2 separate regions of the Gasterosteus aculeatus genome follow, and region 1 is linked to region 2. The links are chromatin contacts, called in public Hi-C maps. All regions are on one chromosome and are shown on one strand. Each heading gives the region's core, a stretch centred on a gene start, on an enhancer-like site or on the middle of the called end of the contact. The rest is flanking DNA. Distances are from core to core; before and after follow the strand shown.

Evidence for each region. Hi-C and Micro-C count contacts between places; a contact is called where the count stands out from the background.
Region 1: a contact with region 2 is called in a Hi-C map of tail fin, with 2.4 times the contacts expected there. The contact joins two enhancer-like sites. A contact is called at or near these places in 5 of 6 Hi-C or Micro-C datasets (blood and trunk muscle, liver, skeletal muscle and 2 more).

What each region holds. Positions count from the first base shown.
Region 1 is chr4:2,555,008-2,560,884 of fGasAcu3.hap1.1, forward strand. rapgef2b (Rap guanine nucleotide exchange factor 2b) reads left to right here. Exons shown (of 29, transcript XR_013467536.1): 29 at 1-1,588. Among protein-coding and RNA genes, the nearest start is that of rapgef2b, 89 kb to the left of the region's middle. Within about 2 kb of position 2,229, at least 4 of the 9 cell types and tissues checked have open chromatin away from gene starts, as enhancers often do.
Region 2 is chr4:2,520,344-2,525,872 of fGasAcu3.hap1.1, forward strand. rapgef2b (Rap guanine nucleotide exchange factor 2b) reads left to right here. Exons shown (of 29, transcript XR_013467536.1): 7 at 1,453-1,630; 8 at 2,823-2,959; 9 at 3,453-3,611; 10 at 4,058-4,210; 11 at 4,297-4,461; 12 at 4,558-4,665; 13 at 4,775-4,978. Among protein-coding and RNA genes, the nearest start is that of rapgef2b, 55 kb to the left of the region's middle. Within about 2 kb of position 1,923, at least 1 of the 9 cell types and tissues checked has open chromatin away from gene starts, as enhancers often do.

The sequences.
Region 1 (5,877 bases), core at 979-3,478, 35 kb after region 2:
CGGGAGAATCCTCTTTCGTTACTGGCCCGTCGGCGACACCGAAAAGCACAGAGGCGATTGGCCACCTGCTGATTCCGAGGTAACCACGGTAACTAAAGCCACGCTGCGGCCGAGAGGAAGTGAGCGCTGATGTCGGGGGTGAGCGGACTCGAGAAGTCGCCTCGTCCCTTTTTTGTTTTGTGGTGAAGGATCACAGACAAACAGCTGCCAACCTGTAAATTGTGACTTAACTGTCTACGTTTCTACCAGTGATCTTGTACAGAGTCTTATAACACACGTATCTCCCCTTCAACATAAAAACATCTGCAAATCCTCCTTTTTTTTTTTTTTTTTTTTGTGAATCTGTGAATGTCCAAAGCGCCTTACGAAGCCGTGACCGCGTACATTTCTTTGCCTGGTTGTTCCATCACGAATCACCTTTGTTCCAAGAGATCGAGTCTTGAATCGAGCAAAAGTGGAGTGAAATGCCTTATTCAAGACCCCCCCCCCCCCCCCCCAACCCGCTCCCCCGCGCCAACCAAGACGCTTTTTCACAGCTTACGACTCCGTACAAGATGAAGCAGAGCTTTTTCTTCCCGTTGGACCGTTTGCATCCTCCGAATCCCGTCTCTGTTACAGACATCAGCTCGGTGGACGCTGGTTGCATATCGCTGACGCCTGAATCCGTCTGTCCCTCTGTATCTCGCCGTCAAACGAAGACCGATGATTTATGTGTGTTTTTTTTTTTTGTGGAGACTCCGGTGGGGAAGTTGAAGATTTTCTTTTTCGAGGCCGCCAGTCGGAACGATCAGAAATCCAGTTGTGCAAATGAAGGTTCGCTTGTCTTTCGTCGCGCTGATCACATTGATCGGTCCTGGAGGCGACAGACTGAGAAAGAGACGAGTGCAGAGCCCCCCCCCCCCCCCCCCCCCCCCGCTCTGTCACTAAACACCAATGAATTCCTGGGTTTCCTTTTGTTAGTGTAATTCTTTTGTAATGGCTGCGGATAGATTGTTGATAATTTGTTTGTAACACAGTGGTGCATCATTCAACTCTGAAGATAGTGTGCATATTAGCGGGCCGAGTCCCGTTTCGAAAAACAAAAAGTTGCACAAATATGTACAAGCGTAAAGATAAGTGTGGTAGGTAGAACTGCTACCCCGTCGATGTGTGATGTCAGTGAGAAATGTACATTTAGCTGGTGATGACTTTCTTTTCTTCATTTCTTCTTTCACTACTTTGACCTGTATGTCTTTTAAAAAGACAATCGGTGGAGTACGTATCGGTTGTTTTTGTATTTTTAATACAATAATTGTAAATATTGGTTATATTTTTGTTCAAATGTACTATGTTTATGCCTCAACAGCCAGTTTATATGAAGCTGGGAATCAATAAATACTGCATAAAGAATCAATACATAGGTTTAAATGCACTTATTCATTTCTTCTGCATTTTGATGTCTATTAGTTTTTTTCCTCCTTCAGAAGAGTTTTTTTCCCCAGATACCGTCTAGTGTTTGCACAAGTCATGGAAGCAATTTGAAAGGTGTAACTCGTACTTTTCTATCTGACCAGAGTGTGTCAGAATTAATAAAAAAGAGATTAAAGTCTCTCCTTGCTTTTATTTACTGGTTGTGTATTGTCTTGTTGTAGAACTTTGAAACAAGTCCCAACACGTTTGTTTTCTGATTTGTGGTTTGATTTAATAATATTCAATATATCCAACTGCACCTGTAAGGAAAATGACTGTTGTCATTGGTGTTTGGGGGATACATGCTGTTGATATTAATCATACATTTCATTTGATGCTTATTTTTTTTTCGTTTTTACTGTAATTGCTAAGATTAACCTGTATTTTAAATGACTTAGAGGAAGATTGATCTACCATGAATAAAACACAATGCCGAAAAATGTTTATTTATACCATTGGATAAATCACCCATGGCAACAAAAGAAACAAAAGGGTTCATTAATAAGTTTGATATAAATATGTTTTACTTGTTGAGAACAAGCCGGATTTCAAACCACAAGAGCGCGCAAATCAAACCTCCCCGCGATGACCGACCGTGTCTCTACAGTTAGAAACGTAACGTGCAAAATGGTCCTAAAGTTATTTTTCATAAACGCATCGCGAAGCCGCTTCCTCTGAAACACCCGCACGTGTCTTCATTGTTGTTGCCATAACTGCTGCGCGGGTCTGACGTTCTGCCGCGTCACGGCTCATGACGTCACATCGGCGCTGTCACTCACGAATCGTACAAGGGGGCGGAGCTCCTCGCGGAGGATCTGGGAGATAAGAGTCATTTTTGGGGAGTTAAGGTGCTGGAAACGTGGGCCAACGTTCCGTATCTTTGGAAGTCTGTGCAAAAATAACCAAACGGCTCCGTGCGCGCTGCCGTTCGCTGTAGCATTTGTTTTTTATTGATAAGGAGACTAACTGGTCTGACTTCGAAAGGAAGCGTGATGTTAGTTTGTTTTACTACATCTGCAAACTACCCATTTTTTAAATGTTTTTTAATGCATTCATTCACTTGATTTCTCATTCGCAAGGTGTCAACAAAAACGGCTTCAAATACTTTTTTTTCTTTTAAATCTTGCCTCAAAAGAATTGTTTTCATCGAGATAAAGCATCTGCAGAATAAAATAAAAAAAATCAATCTCCCTGCAGTCGGCTGCATTAGAAAGATAACGGATGTGCAACAGGAACAACGAGATAAAAACAGCCGCATTAAATCAGAGAGGAGACGAATCTGTAATCTGAGTCCCCGTTGGAGGCGATGATGCGTTCACGGCTCACTCGGCTCTGTGACTGCGCTGTGCCCAAAGAGCCACCAGGGGGCACTCTTCGCTGTTGAATGCCGCCAGATGGAACAGCTTTCCCGGGGCAACGGCTCTTATCGAGGGGTAGCAGGCAGCCGATGGCCCTCAGTAGATAGCCGGCTGGTTGTCGAGCCGTGCCCAATCGGGGCGCCCGCGGGTCACATTTAGGGGCCCGTCTGGAGTCCTTTCATGCTAAATTGGATGAAGGCAGAAGCACTGGAGCTGAGCGGAGTGGAGATGTCACAGCGCTCTCCGGCCTGTGTGCGGAGGCCAGACGCTTCAGCTCCAAGAGGAGAGAAAGATGAATGGGTCCAGGTGCCGTGGAATCCAGTGGCGGTGGAGGTAAGAGAGCAGTTTACAGCAGCATTTTGTTGTTCCGATTATGAATAATGTTCCACATTTCCCGCGGCTCATTAAGCAATTGGTGCGGTTTTATTACCAAGCACTCCTGTAGAGAGCCTGTGATGTAACGTCAGGATGGGGTTCTATATTTGCCGCAGGTTCCTACCCGGGATTCTTACATTTCATGATTCTCTCAGATATTTTATGTAAGAAACCCTTTCTATTACATCTTTGAAATGTGTCTGCTCTCAGTATGAGGTGATAACATGAAACATTTTCTATAGGCTAAAGCTCATTTCTTCATTTCTTCACAGATTCTGTCCTTTTTAGCTTCCATAACCGCAATCCCACCTCCAAAAAGCATTCAGCGCTGTAAAAAAACCCCACTATTTTGAGCTACAACAATACTTTGGGATATCATACACTCACAAAAAGAAAGCATGCTACAAACCAGCAATAAGGACGGATAAATCCATTTTTTTTTTTTAGATAAGCTGTGTTACGTGTGGAAGAGGAACCTTTTTTCCCTCGACTCTGCTGCTGCGGCTCTCGTCTCCCAACGAGATGAGCAGATAGTGAGGAGCACCTGCACATAGATGAGAGGAGGGCGCCTCCCTGTAAGCAGGCAACAAAGCCAATCTCCCACAGGACTCTTTCTGCGACGTCCCGCCTCTCTTTGGAGGTGTTGTACAGTCGCACATCCGTCAGCAGAGGCCGTCCCAGTGTGTCTCGCAGCTCTGCACTGGTCCCATGAATAAATCTGTGCCTTCCTGCGCCCTGATGCCTCTGAGAAGCGACTTGCACGTCGTCTCACGCGGTAATGACTCTCTTGTCATTCATTGTGCACACAGAAGATCCCTCAGAGCGGTAAAACATCTGCTCGGCGTCTGGAGTTTCCGCGGAGGAAAAATCAGGGACAAGTATGTTCTGCATGCATCCCAGTCAATCTTCTCACATTATTCTCGGCACGTAGGAGGAGGCACCTCCCATGTCTCACATAGAGGAGGCTATGTTAGGTTAGCATGAAGAAATGGTTCAACACATTAATCTGTCTCAATCATGAAATAGTCCCAGCTCAGTTGTAAACCACTAATTGATGATTAAATATTTGTTTTTTGTAAAAAAAAAAAAAGGTACTGCACTATTTCTAGATTGAGCCAGAGGATATAATAATATTAAACATGTATATATTTTTGAGGGCTGTGAAAATGAACGCGTTGCTCTAATGTGGGAGAGCTTTTGGCATCGGAATTAAAACCAACCGAAGCACGACGTACAGCGTGTCAAACCGAAGGGGGGTTGAGGGACAAACAGGCCACTTAAAGCACCGCTAGGCTAAACTAGCTGCTAAGCTACTTCCATCTCAACAGCCACCCTGCAGAGGACCACCACTGTGTCCCTAAAAGGCCGTGGTTTGAAGATGTCCTGGCTAAATGTGGGGAGATTTACACAGCCGTTAAAATGATGAAGAGTTGAGAGCAAAGTGCACGAGGACAACAGGTTCAACATGTTCCACCTCCAAGATGGTCACATGTGAGTAGTTTTGTGTTTGAAATACAATTAGACAACAGGGTCTAAAATACACGCTTTCCAAAGTGATTACACATTAGTTGTAAGATTTAGTCTTTAGAAAAAATAATCGATTAATCGCAATTGATGAATGGGAAAATCTGCGATTAATTTTTATTTTGTTTAACGACAGCTCTAATATTTTTTCAATAATAAACATCTTTCTAAATGTCTAAACGGTAATGAGGCACACACATGTTGTATCCGTACAGTCACTGACAACTCAAAAACAAAAGCTTTACATTCAGTCTGAAAATGAAATGCTAGAAACGTGCGTTCATTTGTAATTTAAAATGTGTAGGAAGCGTGTAACACAACGAATGACTCATTCCCTGTGTTCTGCTCCTTTTCATCCACCCTGAAGGATCTTATTTGAGCGCTACCCAAACTATAAATACAGCTGAGCCACGCTTTGAGAGCTTTTGAATTCAAATGGTTCTTTTAGGGGAAAAACCAGCCGTGGATTGATTTACAAGCTGACTTCCAATGAGCTGGTTTGCATGCAGCGGGAGGAGGCTGGTGCTCCCTTTTCAATGACCCGCAATGGCTGAGTGTGTTAGCTTGTGATTTAAAGGTCTCAACCTACCGAGAGGCGTTATTTAAAAATGCAGAGCATGGTTTTGTGCGTTTTATGACTTTCAGGAGGGATGTGGATAACAGGCATTTATTGCACTGAAGTTTAGAGAAAGCCGTTTTTTCTTCCAAAATAGTTCAAGGTTTAATCCTCTCATCTGACTCTCGTCAAGAATACGAACGTGTATTCCCTAAATTGCTGAATTTGAGGAACACAATAGAGTCCACAAGAGTCAATTTGAAAGAAAAAGAGCGCAGCTAAACAGTAGGAATTAGTATCAAATTAGCCTCGCAGCGCCCTGGACAGCTTGGTTCTCAGCAAACTGATTTAATAATATAAAACTGCTAAATCAGAAATCAATAATGAGAAAGCAGCTGTAATTAAAGAGATTCACAGATGATGGTCCAACTGGGAGATGTGGGCAGTCAATAAAAGATGGTTGCCGATATTTGCTTTGTCTCAACACAAATGGGGGATTATAACGTTTAACTGTGCCAGCAGTGGTCGCTATGGAAACACGATGTTCAATTGAAACAAAAAAGCCACTTAATCTTGTTATATTCTATTGCACCTTCCAGAAATTGGCTGTTCGTA
Region 2 (5,529 bases), core at 673-3,172:
CTGCCTGATTGGCAACGATGGAAATCTAAAAGTATTGAATTGTCTTGTATTGGCTCACGTTGCTCCCTGCAGGTCGAGGCGTTCGGTCCCCGGCGAAGTGTCTGCTGTTTTCTAAATAAACGGCTTCTGCACACTTGAGGCCGCAAGGCAGCCGGATGGTGCAAAGAAACAAGGCCGTTAGATTCCATGTTTTTCTGAGCAGAAAGGAGTTTAACCTCGGCTTCCGCATCGCTCTCACGTCACCGGCAACACGCCGCACTGTTTTGTGTCTGAATAAATCATGAAATTGGTCTTTCAGAAGAACTTTGAAAGCATTGATCCAAGAATAGCCCCGATGAAATATTAACAGCGCCTGACGTGTGACGCTCACTGCACATTGAGGGATGTTTGATGCACAGCTGTCACGCTGCACATAAACAAAGACACACAACGGAATGCAGCGTGCTGCCTCTCGGATCGTCATCCGATGCCTCCATGTGTGAAATAGAACGTGTTCAGGTGTATTACTTACTAGCTTTTTAGTGCATCCACTTACACATCCTATTGATTTGTAAATAATCACAATAAACTGCCCCTTGCTCAATCCGTGAAGGCCACACTAGTACAACCAGATCGGCGACCCCGCCCACCAGGGCGTGTCCGCCACTCAGACACCGGCGTGAATCATTTATGGGCCCCTTTGGCACATGGCGTTTGAGAGGGGGGGGGGGGGGGGGATGACACCGGGTTTCTGTGGGAGACCTGAGCTGTGAGGCTCTCAGAGCAGGCGGACATTCTGCGAGGCGAGGATGCGTCTGGCTCTGGGCTTCTGTGGGCCGTTTGCGAAGGCGGCGTTTTCTTCTCGTTCCGTCAGGAAGCGGCGGGCCGGCCGTCACGTTGAGGTGAGGAGGGTTTTTTTTATTTTCCACGCCGTGGTGCTGGAGCTCCGGAGGCCCTTTTCTTTCTCCCCACGCCGCCGTGGTTTGGGTCCGTTCCACGCGGTTCACGGTGCCCGAGCTGTAACCAGGCGACGTGGTTTGTGTGACTGGAGAGGAACCTTCACAAGTCCTTTTGCGTTTCTCTCTTGCTCCTCATCTCGCTTAATTTCCCTCGTCCCCCTCATTTCATCTCATGCTTTCAAAGAACAGGATCTGGCTTCCAGGCAGGCGGTGCGGTCTCTGCCGAGGAGGAAGTCGGGAGTTAATTGCCTTGTTACTATGCACAGCAGAGTGCTGTTGACGCCTGTCTTACTCATGCGATCCGGAATCCGTCTGATCCATTTCATTAAATGGGTCAAATCTTTACAGAGGCTTCTTTGTTTCGCTCCTGGTTGAAAATGTGTCGCGGCCGATGTTTGTACCGTCGAATGATTCCAGCGGTGCGTCTGTGTGCGTCCTGATTACGCCCCCCCGCCCCCCCCACCTAGCCGAGCTTTGTGACCGACTCCTCCCGTCGTCCGTTTTCTGTTCGTAGGCCACAGAAAACGAACCGGGCGACATGGACCTGAGCGGCTTGCCGGAGACCGCCGTCGACTCGGAGGAGGACGACGACGAGGAGGACATCGAGCGAGCGTCCGACCCCCTCATGAGCCGGGACATCGTGCGCGACTGCCTGGAGAAGGACCCCATGGACAGAACCGACGATGACATCGGTGAGACACGGAGACACGTTGGGGACGAACCGAGGGTTCGGAGGAGGGTTTGTTCTCTTAGGAAATGCTTGCAGAGCAAAAGCAGCGCTCCCGGCCGGGCCGGTACTCCTTGTCCCACAAAAAAAAAAAACTCCCTCCTTTCTCCTTCGAGTCGGTCACAATGGATCCACATCCTTACGAGCGACGCGAGTGAATGCAAACTATCCTCCCCCCCACACGCGGGAGACCCCTCCCTTTGCCGGCAGGCTTTTCTAGGTCACTCCGGCACATCCTCTCGCCTCACCTCTCCCAAGCACATTAAACTTTCAGAGCTTCCGCAGCTTCACACGCGGCGCTGTTGCTGTGCCAAGCACAGGTCAGCCAGAACGGCAGACTGATGCAGGGGGGGGAGGGGAGGGGAGCTGGCGGATGGGGAGGGAGAGAGAGAGGAGTATTTTCCCACTCTAGACCTCCAGTGAAGGCTGCTGCAGAACGTGTTGCACCCTGGAGTGTATATGAAAAGTATTTACACCCAATATTAAAGCCATTCGCCAAAATAACCAAACAAATATCCTCTTTGTTATAAGAGCTTAGTTCAGCTCGTGGTCAGAAAAAAAATATAATAATTAGTGAATGTTGCGTAAAACAAAGAAACGTACTCGCCAACGGTGCCCGGTAGCTGTGCTGTGAAGAAGTCGTCTCAAGCGAGATCTCTGGATTATTCAGTAACTGATTCATTGTGTTGGTCAGCAGGAAGCAGACGCCGGAGAGAACGGGATCTTCTCTTGAGCATGAAATGAATGTATTCTAGTTTGTTGTAGTGATTCTGATTCTTTAGAAAAAAAGAAGTAATCCGTTGCCAGTGTCATCCGTTTGAATGGTTCTGTTTGACGCAGAGGTCATTTCTGTGTGAACCGACTGTATAAACTCACTTAAACTCACTCGGAGGTCATCGAGTGAAGTGTCAGCAGTTATTCTCGGCTCGCCTCGAAGGTTTATACCGACGGAATAGATATTGGGCTTTGTGTTACCCGGATGATGATTCCTCTGTAAGCTTTTCTCTGTGTTGACGATCCGTTAGCCTCCGGGGCCGACGGCGGCGTGCTGAGGGCGCCGCGCGTCCTCCTTCGCGCTGAGTTGGTGCGAGTTTCTTGTTTTTATTCTCTCTCTCTCTCTCAACCTCCTCCGCTTCCTCCCTCTGTCTCTCTCGCAGAGCAATTACTGGAGTTCATGCATCAACTGCCAGCGTTTGCCAACATGACCATGTCGGTGAGGAGGGAACTCTGCGCCGTCATGGTTTTCGCCGTGGTCGAACGCGCCGGCACCATCGTTCTCAACGACGGAGAGGAGGTGCGTGTTGGTGCGCGTTCATGCGCGTTCATGCATACGCCAGCCCGGTCTGCAGACCTCGCCTGTGTCTCGGGGAGCTGAACCATCGTCTCGTCCCTCCATTTGATGCTTTTTTTCTGCTCTATTGAATCTGAATGGCGGGGAACCTGCATCTCGGACGCCTTAGGCAACGGAGGAGTCATCCCATGTTCTCTCTGGTTTCGCTGAAGACAAGTTTAGTTTTTCTACGATACTGAAACGCCAGAAGTCATGGTTCAATTGGCACTTTTTTGCATGCATTACTTACTTTACTGGTTTTACTTTGCTTTGCAGCTCTAATATTCTCGTGGGGAAAAGAGAACCCATCTGTTAGGGTCCCCTTGAAGTTTGTTCTTTCTGATAAATAACTTTGACTCATTAAGGGACACCAGCTGTTGGGAATATTTCCAGGCTGAACTTAAATGTAATTGTAAAAGTTGTTATGGTTTTATTGCTAATGTGGCCCCGTGTGCAGCTGGACTCGTGGTCGGTGATCCTCAACGGTTCGGTGGAGGTGACGTACCCGGAGGGCCGGACCGAGATCCTGTGTATGGGGAACAGCTTTGGCGTGTCACCAACCATGGAGAAGGAATACATGAAGGGCGTGATGAAGACGAAGGTGGACGACTGCCAGGTGGGCTCTTGTGGGAGTGTCATGGTCTCGGGGCTAGCAGGTCCACTTTCTATCCTATTAACTCCCACTGTGACTGCAGGCAGACAGTAAGTTGCAGAAGTTAAATGTGAGAAATAGCCTTTTTCCAAAGAGAATCGTAGAGGGCAACATCCTATTTATTGCATATTATGTGTTTAATGGGAATAAAGAACCGAATACACTTTCATCCTCATGAGTTAAATGTTGCTCTTAATGAGTGAAATCTGTGTTTTCATGTAAGATCTGTACTTTAGTAGCTTTTCCTTTTGTCTATTTGATTTTCAATCTACTTTGATGTCTCCAACAGGTCAATATTTATAGTTTTTTTCTTATTCACAGGATTGTCGTTGATGTTTAAAATGCATGTTAGTGTGTCCAAGTTAGTTAGTGAGTCGAACTAACTCTTTCATTCATCCGGTCTCGTCCAGTTTGTGTGCATAGCCCAGCAGGACTACTGCTGCATCCTCAACCAGGTGGAGAAGAACATGCAGAAGGTCGAGGAGGAGGGCGAGATCGTCATGGTGAAGGAGCACCGTGAACTGGACCGCACCGGCACCCGCAAAGGACACATCGTCATCAAGGTGACGAGTCCGTCCACGTTTTCCCCTCAAAGTCTCAAGGGCTCCAAAGAGACTGCATTTCAAACGCCAACGATGTTAACCCGCAGGGCACGTCGGAGCGTCTCACCATGCACCTGGTGGAGGAGCACTCGGTGGTGGACCCCACCTACATCGAGGACTTCCTCTTGACCTACAGGACGTTCCTCTCCAGCCCCATGGTCGTGGGCAAGAAGCTCCTGGAGTGGTTCCACGACCCCAGTCTCAGGGACAAGGTACGCGTGTAGGAGCTGCGTGTCTTTGCACCCAAACACGCCACGGCCGCCGTGAAACTGTGCGCTGACCCCTGCTGATCATGTGATCTCCTCCAGGTTACGCGGGTGGTCTTGCTGTGGGTAAACAATCACTTCAACGACTTCGAGGGCGACTCCGCCATGACTCGCTTTCTGGAAGAGTTTGAAAACAATCTGGAAAAAGAAGTAAGTCGATCGGGTCGCCGAGGGGTTCGTCCGTGGATCCATTCAAATTGACTTATTTCCCTTCCCTCGCGTCCGCGCCGTTCGCGGGTTTTTTTTTTCTCCCCCGCAGAAAATGTGCGGCCACCTCCGACTGTTAAACATAGCGTGCGCCGCCAAAGCCAAGCCGCGGCTGGTGACGCTGACCAAGCCGTCCAGGGACTCGCCGCTGGCCTTCAGCCTCCTCGGGGGGCAGGAGAAGGGCTTCCGCATCTTCCTCGACGCCGTGGAGCCCGGCAGCAAGGCGGCGGAGGTCGGCCTTAAGCGCGGCGACCAGGTGAGGCGGCTTCCGTTTTCTACTTTCAGACGGCACGCATTGTTACGGTTGTGCTTCCTCTTCAACTGTCGAGAGTGAAACTTTACTCGCTGTGACTTTTTAAAGTCTTAAATTAAACTTGCCAGTAGCTTCGCCGCAGGGCTCAGCCGCCCCCCCTCCTCCTCCCCCCGTCTTGACTTTTTCCCCGCGACTTGACTTCCAACCCGTTTTCACACTCTGCAGTCCTCCGTGTTTAACGCAAAGTCCCTTAATCCCTGAAGCCATCTTGAGAGTGTCGGGATGCCAGTTAAGCCCTCTCGACTCCAAACATCCCCCGCAGCTGTTTCCCCCCCGAGAAGGAAGCGGAGAAGCTGGCATCCTCGCCGCGTTCACTCTCTCAAACCTCGTCACACCTTCCCCCCCCCCCCCCCCCCCTTTTTTTAACGACTTCCGTCAGGACCGTCGTTCGCGCGGGACATTTCATCTCAAAGCGTTTTGTCCTCGGGCCACTAGAGATTAGCGCATTAAACTCACCAGCAACGTCTCGGGAATCACTGCCGAGTTTAAAAGAG